Regions from separate parts of the Mus musculus genome. Here region 2 is linked to region 1. A link is a contact called in public ChIA-PET data. All regions are on one chromosome and are shown on one strand. Each heading gives the region's core, a stretch centred on a gene start, on an enhancer-like site or on the middle of the called end of the contact. The rest is flanking DNA. Distances are from core to core; before and after follow the strand shown. Region 1 holds the start of Gigyf2 (GRB10 interacting GYF protein 2). Region 2 holds the start of Inpp5d (inositol polyphosphate-5-phosphatase D).

Region 1 (7,236 bases), core at 3,508-6,007:
AAATATACTTAAATATATAATATATTATATAAATATAATATATACATGTATAAGTTCATATAGTTAAAAAGGGTTTATTGCAATGGCTTACAGGCTGTGTCCCTGTAATAGTCCAACAACGCCTGTCTCCCAACACCAAGTCTGAGAATTCAGTAGCTGCTTAGTCCATAAGGCTGGATGTCTCAGTTGGTCTTCAGTATATGTGGAAATCCCAAAGAAATAGGCCCCAATGCCAGTGAAGTGAGATTTAGGGCAAGCAGGCAAAGAGCAAAAAACCTTTCTTCCTTTTCCACAAGGAGGTGTGGCACAGATTTAGGGTGTGTCTTCCTACTTCAAATAGGCCATATAAAAGTAACTGAGACATCATGTTAAATAAGCCAATTAACTAAAAATCTCTCACAGTGCCCGGTGAGTAGGGTTTCTAGTCAATTCCAGAAGTAGCCAAGTTGACAACCAAGACTAGCCATCACAGGAAGGATTAAGGATATGGTCTTGTTGGAGGAGGTGTGTCACTGAGAGCAGGCTTTGAGGTTTCAAAAGACTTGGCCATTCCCAGTGTGTCCTTGTGTAAAAGTGGTTTTTATTTGTCTGAATGATTGTCATCTCCAAGGCTTACTGCCTTTGTCTGCTAACCTAGGCATAGTTCTGGAAACTCCTAGCCTCTGTTCAAGTACAATCTATTCTATGCCTAGAATGTTTGCAGCCTCTGAAACTTACAACTGAAAGCACTCACCTTTTCTTGTTCTTTCTGAATTCTAGCTGGCTTTTTCAACTCAGCTGTTCTGACTCAACCTCCTCTCCCAGTCGATTTAGTCAATCGGCTTTTCTCTCTGCCTCTGAATTGTTCGACTTGGTTTCAGACTAACTATCAATCTTTTCTAATCTTCCTCATTCTCTGTCTTTACCTGTGTCTAGCATGTTCTCTCTTCAATCTGTCTCTGTAAAACTCTCCTGGTAGCTGGGCCTGGTGGTGCACGCCTTTGATCCCAGCACTTGGGAGGCAGAGGCAGGCAAATTCCTGAGTTTGAGGCCAGCCTGGTCTACAGAGTGAGTTCCAGGACAGCCAGGGCTACACAGAAAAACCCTGTCTCAAAAACAAAACAAAACAAAACAAAACAAAACAAAAAAACAAAAAACCAACAACCCAAAACTCTCCTGGTAACACTGCCTCCCTCTCCCTCTCTGTGCTACTCTACTTTCCCTCTCAACTCTACTGCATTGCTCTCCAAGAACTCTACTGTTTCCTGGACTATACTCTTTTTCCTGTCCTGTCTGTCTCTCCCTTAAGTAGCTTCTCTTTCCTTGGGCAGATCCTATTCTGTCTACTCTTTCTCCAATTCATCACTTTTTCTGCTACTCAATTAGACATGACTTTCAAACATGGGTGCTTCCCATGTTTTTTTCTACAAACTCACTTTAACTTCATTGTTTGGAATTAAAGGTGAGTACTAAGGGTGTGTCTGTATTCCAGCCAGAGGGATTAAAGGAGTATGCTAAGGACTGAGCCACAACACAACTAGGAACAGGTTCAAATATTCTCTATCATCCTCTCTCAACTTCTTGTTTGTGGATTGGGATGTGAGCTCTAACATTTCGTAGTGCCATGCCTTTGCTCTGCCATCATCGACTATAACCTTCTGAAACTGTAAGTCCAGTTAAAAGCTTTCTTTTAGTAAGTTGCCTTGTTCATGGTGTGTGTGTGTGTGTGTTTTTTTTTTTTCACAGCAATAGAAAAGCAACTAAGACAAGTCTGTTTTGGAAGTTGGATGTCAAATTGTTTGTAGGTTGACTTCGGTGGCGGTGAAAGAAACTCTGTCCCATGCCTCTCTCACTGGTTGCCAGCAATTTTTGGTGTTACTAGCTTGTAGAAACATCACCCTTACTTCTGCCCTCATCTTCAAATGATAATCTCCTTGTGTGTATTTTTGTCCAATGCTCCCCTACCACCACGAGTTTTGAAAGACAGTCTTACTATATAGTTCAGAGTGACCTTGAACTCATAGTGATCCTCCTGCTTCATCTTCCTGAGCACAGAGATTATAGGCCTGGCTTTATTTCCCTATTTTCTTCAGGGCACCAGGCATGTTAAATTAGTGCCTACCCTAACTCATCTTATTTTATCTTGAGTAGCCTATGAAGACCGGTCTTCAGATAAGGTCACTTTCTGAGGTACTTGGGGGTTAGGATGTCTTAGCTTACCTTTTTGGGAGACACAATTTAATCCATAATCATGATGTTCCAGACTCTGTTGCTGTAAACAAATTACTGCAAGACATAATGGCTTCAAATGTCCATTTTATTATGCTGAAGGAGTCAATAGATCAGGAATTCAGACAAAGTGCCATGAAGGTACTTGTCTCTCCTTCATGATGTCTTGGGCTTTGGTGCCCTGGGATGACCGGACTGGCAGGGCCAGATTCCTCTAGTGGTTTTTTCCACTCACTCTTCTGGCTGTTGATGCTAGCTGTTGGCTGAGGCTTCAGTTGGGACTGTTGATGAAAAAGCCACACACATGGGCCTCTTCTTGTGGTTTAAACTCAAGGCAGTATTCTAATTAACCCTAATTGTCAATTTGACACAGCCCAGAGTCATCTGAGAGGAATGGGTTTCCCATTGAGGAACTGCCTAAATTAGATTGGCCTGTGGGCTTGTTGATAGGGGATTGCCCAGGTTGTTAACTAATGTAGAAGGGCCTGGCCCACTGCAGGCAGCAAAATCCCTGGGCAGGCAGTCCTGGGTTGTCTAAGAATACTTGTAAGAAGTGGGCCTAGGAACAAGTTTGTAAGCAACCCTTTCCATGTTTTCTGCTTTGAGTTCCTGCTTAAATTTTCATTGTGAGCCAGGTAATGGCGGTACATGTCTCAGCCCCAGTACATAGGAGATAGAGGCAGACAGAGCAATGTGAGTTCAAGGGCAGCCTAGTCTACAGAATGAGTTCAGGACAGCCAGAGCTTTGTGGAGAAACCCTGTTTTGAAAAATCAACCAACCAACCAAACCAAACCAAATTAAAGACACCTTTTCTTGAGAGCATATCCTTGCTCATCAGGGTCAGCAACACCGGAAGCTGGCAGTAATACAGCTCTTCAATGGGCCCTTCAGACTTTCATGCTGCTGAACTTATCTGGTGTCATCCATATTTTCCTTTTCCTTTGTTCTCTCCCCATGTATTAGCTACCTTTCCTGTTGCTGTAATAAAATACCCCAAAAGAATTTGCTTAAGAGGCAAAGGCCTTATTTTGGTTCACAATTCAAGAGTATGGTCCACCTTGGGAGTAGTCACATTGCTTCCAAGGTCAGGAAGTTGAGACTGATGGAACCTTTGAATGTTTCTGTGTAGCTTTTTCACTTAGGTCTTATACACTATAGAATTCTAGCTTATGGAATGGAATGGTATTTTCCACTTTACCTACTCTCGGGTTTCCCCACATCAAATAACATAATCTAGATAATCTCTCATAAATTTGCTCAGATATTTGTTTCCATGATGAATCCAAATCCCATCATGTTGACAGTCAAGATTAATGATCACAGTCAAGATTAATGATCATTCTCTGAATTTAATGCTCTTTTATACAGTCTCTCTTTGAAAGGGAATCAAGACTCAGGAAGGGAGGCAGAGGAGGAAGTTGGTATATATATATATATATATATATATATATGTATGTATGTATGTGTGTGTGTGTGTGTGTATTTTTTTTCCAAGTGTTGAATCCAGGGCTCCCAAACGACTAGGTTGGGAGTCTGCCACTGTGTTCTGAAACTTAAGTTTATGTTGATGGGAAGACCTATGATAAATGCTGGAGGATATTTTGCAGTGATTGTGTGAAACTGAGTGGATCCCAAACACCAAAGGTAGTAGAAAGGCAGGAAAAGACTAATGGTCCCAGAAAGACCCGGGTGACTTGAAATGGTAGATGTACCAGGTTTAGCAAATCAAAGTATATAGTATGTCCAGCTAAACATGAGTTTCAGAAAGACAGCAGATTAATTTCCTGTATTCTGTATTGCCGGGTTTACTATTCGTTATCTCGCAACCCTAAAATGGGAAGGCAGTATATATAAGGGGGTTGTAGGTCCACATGTAGTGGAAGGGTGTAGTAACTTTTTTTTAGTTTTTCGAGACACGGTTTCTCTGTATAGCCCTGGCTGTCCTGGAACTCTGTAGATCAGGCTGACCTTGAACTCAGAAATCGATCTGCCTCTGCCTCCCAAGTGCTGGGATTAAAGGTGTGAGCCACCACTGCCTGGCTAGGTGTAGGAACTTTTAAAACCTTCCCAGCTGTCACATTCCAGTACTCCAGGATGAATTTCCAGTTCTATAAGAAAGGAAACTGCTTTGAATTTCAGCTTTACCATTTGCCCCATGATGGACCAACTGGCAGGAAAATGCTAGACCAAATGCTGTGGAAAAGTTCTAGCTTGGAAAACCAGCTCATAAATGATGTGGAGATTTTTGTACTGCAACCGGGCACTGGATTGGGTGCATCGGACGGTGAGTCATAGGGCCTCTGGCCAGGCTCCAATTAGGGACACCAGTTCAACTCTAGGGCCATAGGAGATGCAGCCAAAGGCCCCACTGTGCGCCTGCGCTACTCAGGCTCCGTCCTCGCCCGGCCCTGCATCCGGGTCTCAGGGAGGGGCGTGTCCGAGGGGAGGGGCAGGCCGTCGAGGAAGGGAACGATGTCGTGGGAAGCTGGAGAGCAGGGAGGGAGTGAGGCGGGGATGTAGGCGGGGCGGGGGGCGGCGCGGCGCGCGGGGTCACGTGACGTGCGTGGCGACGTGTCGGCCATCTTGTGTTGTTGAGGCTGAGGATTGACTTGGGTTCTGAGAGACTCCTGTCCCGGACCGCAGGTAACCAGTGGCTCGGTGTGTGTCTCCCCTGCCCGCGGCCATCCCGCGCCCAGTCCCCGCCATAGCGCCCCGAGCTGCCGTGGCCCGGCGCCCACCGTCGCGTCCCCGCCGCTCCGGCCCGAGCCGGCCGCATGGACACACTCAGGCTGCCCGGCAGCGGCCACGGCCGCTGCCGGCTGGGGGCGTCAGACCTGGGGACAGGGCAGGTGCGAGGTCAGCAGGAGCCTCCTCCCGTGCGAGGGTCCCGGCAGTCCAGGGAGCGTCCCGGCCGAGGGCAGCCCCCTGCTTTCGCCCCCGTGGCATCGCGGGGGAAGCCGAGGAGAGGAGGCGGGAGGCGGGGTGGGCAGTGTCAGGCCGGAGGGTTCGCCTTCCGCTGCCCGCTCCTCGGGGCTGGTCGCCCGCACAGCCTCGGGGTACCCCGGCTAACAGCTGCTGCGAGCCGACAGCTGCTCCTGCCGGCGCTCCTGCCCGCACCTGCCCCAGGGAGGTGCGCCCTTGCCTTCTCCACCGAGCATCTGGACTGGGGAAGACTGCTTCTAGGGCTGGAGGACTGGTCTTGAGCAGGCCCCAGGCAAGGTGGAGTCATGATCTGATCCTGGGACTGAGAGGCTTGGGAAAGTAGAGCCCCGGGCAGCCCCGGGGACCCGAATGTTCATACCGGCTTGAAATGGGCAAGCAGTTTCCCACGAAGCACTCTTGAACACTTTGGTTTTGTAGCTGAAATATAAATCAAGCCAGCAAGTAAGGAAGGGTGTGAAAGGAGCTGATTGTGTGACCGCGTTTGGGAAGCAGTAACGTTGCTTTGCATTTATCTAGTACGGTCTCCCCTCACCTCCAGTTTTCTCGAAAGTCAAAGCACTTAAACACACCTAGTGGTTCTATTAGGAAGGTAAGTATTCCAACATAACTTAAGAAATGAAGGGACTCAATCAGTGATGGCTTCCCACCTAGTCCCATCTACCTTGAATTATAGGTAATTATGTTTCAGAGTGTTGTATACAGGGATTGTAGTCTTCCTTATGTAGTTACTCCTCTTTAGTAACAAATGACTTCCTAAATTACAAAAACTATTATCCTACTTTTTGTACATGAGTTTTCATCCTTTTTTGTGGCTCTGACTGGCAGAATTTTTCCTTTTGGTTAGAACATATACTTTGTCTTCATTTAATGATATTTCCCTAATGTAGCAGCTTTTAGATTGCCTAGACTGGGATATGTACTTCACTGTCACATAAGAAGACACTAGGAAAACATTTAGAAGTGACATATGTCTGGAAAAATACCAACGTTGAAGATGTTGGTGATTTGCTAGAAAGAAAAAGACCATACCTTTTTTGGTACTTGACAAAGGATTTAGAGTTTTGTGGCTGGGGAAGAAGAGATTATGTACTGTATGCTGCCATTCTTGTCTTTTCCTTTCTTTTCTGTTTGACTACAAGTACTACAGTATGTAGTGTGAATGCTGAGGGACAAACATTTCTGTTTGTGTTGCGCTCACTTCTGGACATCTAAATACTTAAGTAAAAATATACAAATACTTCTTGATGTGATGATTGGGCTGTGTCCCTTAAATTGATTGAAAGTTGAAGTATGTAAGCTGAAATTGCATTTAAAGCTATCAGTCTGCTGCCCATTAATAACAGCAAAGCCTCCTATAGAATCTTGATCATCTCCCGCTTGTATGGTTAGATTTTATGTGATTTTGTGACTCTCTGGTCCTAGCCAGCAATGCCAGGGAGTATTGTACTACATACATATTGTTAACTCAGGAAGAAATCATAATTAGAAATATGAAGAATGATTTCTACTGAGTCCATATTGTTTTTACCTCATAGTAGAGTGCAAACTCTTGTTAAGTTGAACATTTCTGTGTAGGGACCATCTGTTTATGTAGGAGTAACGGGAAAAAGAAAAAGAAGAGAGATAGGGGGACTGGATAACAATTGTGGGAAGGGTTAATTTTTAAATTTAGTCCTGTGAGGAGACTTTACAGGTAAGCTAAAATTTGAGGAAACACCTGATAGGTAGAGGGCAGGGTCCTTCACCAAGAGGAAAAGAGGGCAAAGATCCTGAGATGAGAAGATAAAACTTAGGTGGGACCTATCTAAGGCTTGCTAGGAAGAGGACTGAGGCTAACTAGTCTGGGGAGACTGAAAGAAACTGATCAGATGTATTTACCCACCTCTTTGGCAGGAAGATGAGGTGGACCATTCACTGCTCTGGAGTCTTTTTTTTTTTTTGGGTGGGATGGGGTGGGGTGTTTCCAAGACAGGGTTTCTCTGTGTAGTCCTGGCTGTCCTGGAACTCACTCTGTAGACCAGGCTGGCCTTGAACTCAGAAATCTGCCTGCCTCTGCCTCCCAAGTGCTGGGATCAAAGGCGTGC
Region 2 (7,624 bases), core at 1,635-4,134, 290 kb after region 1:
TCCTGACTTCCTTTGGTGATGAACAGCAGTATGGAAGTGTAAGCCGAATAAACCCTTTCCTCCCCAACTTGCTTCTTGGTCATGATGTTTGTGCAGGAATAGAAACCCTGACTAAGACAAATTGGTACCAGGAGTGGGGTATTCCTGTGACAACCTGACCATGTTCTGGGGAGGACTGTGGAAGGACTTTGGAACTTTGGGCTTGAAGATCCATTCGTTGTTAAGAGCTCTGTCAGATGTTGTGTAGGAGCTTGGAAGATAATGTTGAGAACAGTGCAGAAGATGGAGGTTTGGTTTGTGAAATTTCAGAGGGAAAATTAAAGACTCTTTTCAGGGCCATTGCTGTTTTGATTGTGAAGATTCTGTAGTTCTGGTTAGCTGGGGCTGAAGAATCAGCTGTGATTAACAAGATACCAGAACTACTAAAGCAAAAACTTTGCATTACTGGGACTATTGATGCTGGTTAGCTGGAGCTAAGAAATTAGCGGTGATTAAGAAGAGACCAGCATCATTGAGGTGACATCTTCTGGGAGGTGTTTTCTGAGAGCACAGTGGCTGTGTTCCAGATATAGCCAAAGTTGTACCTTGTGCTGTGGCTGGACTTGGTAATGTGTAAGAGTCACCCAGGTGGTACTGGTTTTGAAGGCATGAAGGAGTTGAGCAGAACAGCTGAGGCTTGGCACTGTGAGAGGCCATGGAAGGCCATTGGTGAAAGTGCAGCCTCAGTTGCAATTGATGGCCCAGGACTGAAGGGGTCATGCAGTGTTTTGGAGATGCCAGTACCATGAGATGACCACCAAGAGCAGCAGCAGCAGTGGAGTACAGGCGTCTGGAGCCTACAGGATGACACATGTGCTACAAAGGGCCTGGCTGGAGAAGTGATCCAAGCCCTTGGAGGAGCCCAGAAGATCGTGAGTTGGATCCCAGACATTGGACGGTTAGAGATTGACTTTTGCTTTTGATTGTGACTGTGCCCTGATATTTTCCCTCTTGAAGGAAGAAACTGTTTTAGTGGAGCCCACAGTTAAGAGACTTTTAATTGTAAAAAGACTTTGGATTTTAAAAGAGATGGATATTTTAAAGAGATTGAAATTTTAAGCATATGTAAAGACTGTGGGACTTTTAAAGTTATTTAGAATGGGGATGAATAAGATTGTAAGGGTTGAGGCTTACTAGTGATGTGTTTGTGTGTCAAGTTGACAAGGGGTCAATTGTACTGGCTAGCTTTGTGTCAACTTGACACAGCTGGAGTTATCACAGAGAAAGGAGCTTCAGTTGAGGAAATGCCTCCATGAGATCCAACTGTAAGGCATTTTCTCAATTAGTGATCAAGGGGGAAAGGCCCCTTGTGGGTGGGACCATCTCAGGGCTGGTAGTCTTAGCTCTATAAGAGAGCAGGCTGAGCAAGCCAGGTGAGGCAAGCCAATGAAGAACATCCCTCCATGGCCTCTGCATCAGCTCCTGCTTCCTGACCTGCTTGAGTTCCAGTCCTGACTTCCTTTGGTGATGAACAGCAGTATGGAAGTGTAAGCCGAATAAACCCTTTCCTCCCCAACTTGCTTCTTGGTCATGATGTTTGTGCAGGAATAGAAACCCTGACTAAGACAATGTGTTAGACAGAGATTTCCTAAGGAGGGCTGCATGGGGTACTGTGAACTTGAGAGGACTCCATGAAGGGTCCCTTGTAGAGTTAGAGTTAACATCTTCAGCCTCCAGGTGGCAAAATCAGAATGTAGACGTGAGCTCTTGTCGAGACCATGTCCCCTCCCTCTGGCTCAGGACCTGGCTGGAGTACTCTACCCACTCTCAGATTTCCCACCAGCTGTGCCCTGCAGGCCCCAAGCTCCTGCCATGGATGACATCAACACAGCTCCCATGTCCTCCACACACCAGAGCTCCTTTCTGAATTACACCCTGCAGTCTAAAGAAAACTGAGGCTGAGAGCGATAAGCTCAACCAAGCTCCAGTATGTGCGTGCATGTGTGTGTAGGGGGGTGCCTGGCTTAGGTCTGTTGTCACATCTAACGTGACAAGGTTCAGATGAAGGAGTGAACAATCACCACTTCTGCCGTAAGCCAGCACTTCCCTTGGTGGGCCTGGCCTGAGGAACAAGGTCACCCAGCTCTGGGATCAAAGGGACAGTGGCTACCTTAGTACCTGCAGAACTCAGCTAGTACTGAACGGTGACCTTTAAGGGGTGAGCAAACATAGCCATGTCTAGCCACAGAGGGAATAGCCTGACTGGCCATTTGGGCTTCTGCAGTGCAGAACGCGGTAACATATATCACCAAAGTGGCCAGCTTGCACCATAGGGACATGTAAGCCCTTCCGTGAGCCCCAGGTGCCCAGCAGAGGTCCAGAGGGGCCAAACCAGACTGTTTTAGCTAGGGAATAGTGTTGCTCACAGTGGGCTGGGTCTTCTGACATCAACTAGCTTCATTAAAACAACCCCTACAGATGTATCCACAGGCTAGCCCAATGCAGACGTTCCCTCATGGAGATTCTCTTCCTGGGCAATCCTATGTTGTGTCAAGTTGACAGTTAAAGCTCACCATCACAAGTATGCTGGGTGGCGCTGGGGAAAACTGTGACCACCCTTGTGGACATCAGCAAAGGTTTCTGAGAGCCATGCCTTTGGCCTATTCACAAATGTTGGGCCAGGCTTGAGAAGTCAGCCATGAAACCTGACGCTAAAAGAGCCCTTGCGTCCCTCGTGTGGAACTTCGGCTGATAATGGACGCTTCTGGAGGTTAGGTCCCATTCAGGGGAAATAGAGAGCCAGTGAGTGAGAGGGTGGAGCAGGCAGCCAGTGCTGGCTGGGTGGGAAGGTAGATGATGCCCCCCCCCCACTTGGTTTCTATAATGAGGAAGTTCTGTGCAGCTCAGTTTCCTCTCCCTCGCTGAGTGCCTGAAACAGGAAGTCAGTCAGTTAAGCTGGTAGGAGCAGCAGAGGCAATTTCTGAGAGGCAACAGGCGGCAGGTCTCAGCCTAGAGAGGGCCCTGAACTACTTTGCTGGAGTGTCCGTCCTGGGAGTGGCTGCTGACCCAGTCCAGGAGACCCATGCCTGCCATGGTCCCTGGGTGGAACCATGGCAACATCACCCGCTCCAAGGCAGAGGAGCTACTTTCCAGAGCCGGCAAGGACGGGAGCTTCCTTGTGCGTGCCAGCGAGTCCATCCCCCGGGCCTACGCACTCTGCGTGCTGTGAGTACCCGTCTCCTCCCAACTGTCAGATCCAGGGACCACTGAGGTGTGGATCCAAAGGGGGAACCCCTGTAATGGGAGTTTGAGTTAGGTTTATGTCATAGGATGGTGGGACGTGACTGGCACTTCGTTGCCCTGTGGGGAGGGGAGAAGGGGGGGCAGCATCTGAGGCCCACTTTGGACCTTGGCGTTCGAGTTCAGGGAGCCTGTGTCATGACAGGCTTGTGTGGTGCTAGGGCTCTCTGAGTGACTCTGGGCCTCCCCTATACTGCAGCCCTCCATGACCTGTGGTGCCAGGGGTCTCCGTGAGTTCCTGTGGCAGGAGCAGGGACAGAGTCAGGAAGAAACTCAGGCCTCTCTGGTGGAGGGTGTATTGGAATGCATTTTGGTCAGCTCAAGCGTCAGTCAGGGACTCAGTGAAGGGCAACCTTGGCAAAAGGGTCCCCTCCTCCACCCTGCTAGTATGTGGTCTTAGAGCTAATTCTATTTGGGGAGCTGAGTCCGGGGTGCATTTAATCAGGATAGGATTCCTCGTGTACACATTTTACTCTAGGCTGCAAGGACACAGGAAGCCACAGAGCTGCTCTCTGAGTAGGTCTCTGTCCCTCCTTGCACTCAGCTATGTCCCTCCCTATCCAGGTCTCTGCCCCCGTTGGTACCCCCCCACAGCCCAGTGTGAAGATGTTGCTGAATATGCTGGTTATCCTAACAACAGAGGAAACAGCCACTTGCTGAAGGTTCCTTTTTAACACTCCGTCCGTCTAGCGTCTTCTGAGGAAGGCCGCCACCCCTATAGTCCTGTGGTCAGACCCTGTCCAGGCTTCAGGCTGGAGCAGGGCAGGAACACTGTCAGGAAGGGTGTGCCTACTTGAACAGCACAGGTACCATCTGATAGATTGTCCCTGGACTGAGAGAAAGATCTTTCAGAGCAGCTAGCTGCCCCCCCCCCAATCTTCATGCAGGAGGGAAGTGGGTGACTGACCACAGACTGTTCTGAGCTCTGACTCATGTTGGGACCTGCTGTGCTAGGCATTTGTTGGCTAGTTTCATCTTCAAGAGAGCCAGGAGTGTGGGTTCTATGAACACCTAGACCTGCGATTAAGGACCATGAGGGCTGGACAGGTTACAAACATCGAGGATAAGGTCGGTCATTTGCTCCCAGAGACCACTAGCTTGTGCTGCCTACCTCCTACCACCATCAGGCTAGGCATGCCAGTGGACTTGAATGGAAGTAAGAGGAGCTAGAGTGTTCACAGAGTTGGGGGCAGGGGCACTAGAAGCCCGTACAGGCTCACGGCTGGCTGAGCATCTTGTGCTGGTGGAGTTAGCAGCCAGCTTCCTGCACACCCACCAGCATATTTCAGGAGAAGCACTGCAGGTGGCCTGGACCTCCCCAAAGCACTGTCTCTTGGGGAATCTACCAGTGAGAGGCCCTGAAAGGAAAGAGGGCAGGAAGGTACTTTTCAGTGTGTCACAAGCTCAGCCTGACTCTACTAACCCAGTTATATTTTTTTCTGTCCCAGTGGGATTTGGGCCAAGGGCAATTCTGTTGGGAGTTGGCTATGGGCTGAGAGACTGTTGTATGCATTGGTTACAAATGCACACCACGGTATGGGTTCTCTTGTGCTAAACTGGCAGCATCTGGAAGGCTGGAGTCAGAGCAGAAGGAGCCTGAGCCAAGACCAAGGGATCTTGGAGGACCTTCGGGCAACACAGACCTTGCCTTTTTTCTTCATCTGACTCCCCTGCCTCAGCTGTCTTAAGTCCAAGCAAAGCAAAGATGACACGGAGATTTTCAAACTAAAGGAATGACTACCACAACCTCAGTGTTCTATAATGACCCCCCCCACACACACACACACCCTAAAAATGTAGGAAAGGCAGGACAGTGGTGGTGCACACCTTTAATCCCAGCACTCGGGAGGCAGAGGCAGGCAGATTTCTGAGTTCGAGGCCAGCCTGATCTACAAAGTGAGCTCCAGGACAGCCAGGGCTACACAGAGAAACCCTGTCTCGAAAAAAAACAAAAAAACAAAAAATGTAGGACAGGCATACTTTTTAATTTGAAAAATTGTTAGAAGCCTGCCTTTTCATGCAAAGAGACTTAACTTCCTGAAAAAAACAAACTTTAGATCCTTACTTTCTCCTGTTCTCTGTGGATGATGGAACCTCCCCCACCTCATCGCTGCCCCCTCGCCATCTGCCCTGGCCAGAGTCCAGGCTCCTGCCCAAGAAGATAAGTCAGCAGCTTGTAGGACAGCAACAAGGTCGAGGTCAGAGATGGGGCTGTGAAGGAGAGATGGGGCATGGGGTACATGTGGGATACAGGGCAGCTGAGTTCTCTTTGGTTTCAGGAGTGATAGATTTGGCACGTGTGGTGTCTTGCTGGACATCAGCCAGTCTGTGTGGGCTCTGGGGCAGGCAGCTGTGGGTCAGGTGCCGCTGGGACTCCATCCATGTTCCTTCTTGTGACCGAAGGGACACCAACAGGGGCCCAGTGCATGTGTTGGGTTTGTTTGGCCCTCTGGGAAGAATGCAGCATTGTGAGGAGAACCTTCCTGCTCTGAGATTTGACTAGACATGACATGGGAGAGGGAGGTAAATGCTTAAAGACAAGGTTGCAATTCAGTTCCACCCACGTGACACGAGTGCACATTCACCCCACACATTGACCTTTGTTTCCTTCAGAGAGATCAATCCTGTCACTTATCACCAAGCAAGAAGGCTTTTCTTTCTTCTCAGTCATCATTCAGAGAGCCTTGGTTTAGGGGAGTCTGGAGTTACACTGGGGCCCCGGAGCACTGGCCTGGGGAGACCTTGCTAGTATGACTGGAGTTCTGTTCTACCTTCCTTGAAAGGGAATGTGTGCCTTTTGAGTGGGGCCTGTATCACCTTCACTTGAGTAGAGCCTGTGTCACCTTCACTCATTTGTACTCAGTTCCTCCGTGATGTCAGCTCCCTTCCCAGGAGCCTGTGCACCCTGTTGTGGGGTATTAGCCAGGTGGATGGAGACCTATTAAGAGTCTCATGAGCAGGGACAGCGCAGCTACACCATGTGTTGCAGAGAAGACAATGCTTCTGAGGGTAGCTCAGCAGATGCCGGGTTTGTGGGTCATCCCAGTAGCTTCTTATTGCTGAAGCTACATAGCAAGAATTTGAATGATGACCCAGCACTTGGAAACAACTTGCTCTTTCTAAAAGAGATGACAAGGCCAGATTCAACTTGGTCAAGATGACTGTTGTCTATGTGAATGGCATTTCCCCTAAACTACTCTGGAGTGCTTCCTCCCTTGCAGGGAGAATATGGTTGCCTCTGGTCCAGCCCCGATGAAGGATTCCCTAAGCAAGTGGTCTTCCATAGTGCACCCAGGCCTGGTGGTGGGGTAAGCTCTGTCCCAGGGATAGAATGCCAATAGCCTTGGTAGCTCTGGCAGTGCAGAAAGAAAGGAGAAAAGGCATGGGACATTTACAACCAAAACTGCCCTCAGAGAAGGCATTCTAGTCTTTTGAAAGAAACGGTGTGACCAGACACTGGGTGTGATAAGCCTGCCAGGGGAGATAAAAACAGGCCCTGCTTTTAGGACTACTGGAGAGCAGGGTGAAGATCACACACTTATACTGTCTCACACTTGTTCTTTGGTAGGAAGAGAACTGCAGAGAAGGAGTTGGTGAGGGTGAAAATGCCTAGCAGAGGGAGTCAGGGCATGAGGTCATCTCCCCTCCCCATCCTCCATTGAAAATGTCTATAAGGTTTCCACAGCATGATAATGGCTTTTGTGCAAACACAGTGTGGCACTGTTTTCCATATCTGGCATCAAAGGCAAATGAGGGAAATACCTGCATAGGCAGAACCCAGAGCTGAAGGCCTATGGGCTCCTGAGAAACATGAGAAAAGGCCTTTGTTTGAGAAGGATGCTCTTGAAGACTCATTGTGTCCAAGACCAGGAGGAAGGGCTGAACCCAGGAGGGCCTATTTAAGGCCTATTGTATCATTTATGTAAGTGGCAGAGTGACTATGTTTCTGCCCATACCCAGTACCCTGGAGCTGTCTTCCCAGGTACAGGGTAGGCACTGGCTTAGGCGCATAGGTTAAATTCACCTACAACGCAAGGCCATTAGCACTTCTTAACGATCCCATCTCTCTGCCTGCCACAGAGATGGAACAAGAACTGCTATCGTTACCCAATTCATGCCAGGCCACGTAGTCCCAAGGAGCAAGACTCTGGAGCTGCCTGGAATCTCTTGTGTCATGTCAGCAAGACACCTAGAACCCCAGCTCCAAAGAGAGGCTGGCCAGACCAGTTCACTGGCTTTACAGTGCCTCAGCTGAGGTTAAGGTACCCACTGTTAAGTCACCCATCCACATTCTAGTTTGTGGTTCAATGGTCCTTAGTAATGGTCACAGAGTTACGCAACTGAC

Evidence for each region. ChIA-PET counts read pairs in DNA pulled down with a chosen protein or histone mark.
Region 2: a contact with region 1 is called in an RNA polymerase II ChIA-PET map of memory CD8 T cells, with 39 read pairs. The contact joins the promoter of Inpp5d here to the promoter of Gigyf2 in region 1. A contact is called at or near these places in 7 of 39 promoter capture datasets (the 3T3-L1 cell line, embryonic stem cells, hippocampal neurons and 3 more), 1 of 484 Hi-C or Micro-C datasets (CD4 T cells), 9 of 115 datasets of contacts at active chromatin or transcription factors (acute myeloid leukemia, effector CD8 T cells, embryonic stem cells and 6 more) and 2 of 9 other capture datasets (adipose tissue and macrophages).

What each region holds. Positions count from the first base shown.
Region 1 is chr1:87,322,241-87,329,476 of GRCm38.p6, forward strand. Gigyf2 (GRB10 interacting GYF protein 2) reads left to right here and starts at 4,758. Exons shown (of 29, transcript NM_146112.4): 1 at 4,758-4,852.
Region 2 is chr1:87,617,428-87,625,051 of GRCm38.p6, forward strand. It overlaps Inpp5d (inositol polyphosphate-5-phosphatase D), which reads left to right and starts at 2,885. Exons shown (of 27, transcript NM_010566.3): 1 at 2,885-3,204. The coding sequence starts at 3,062.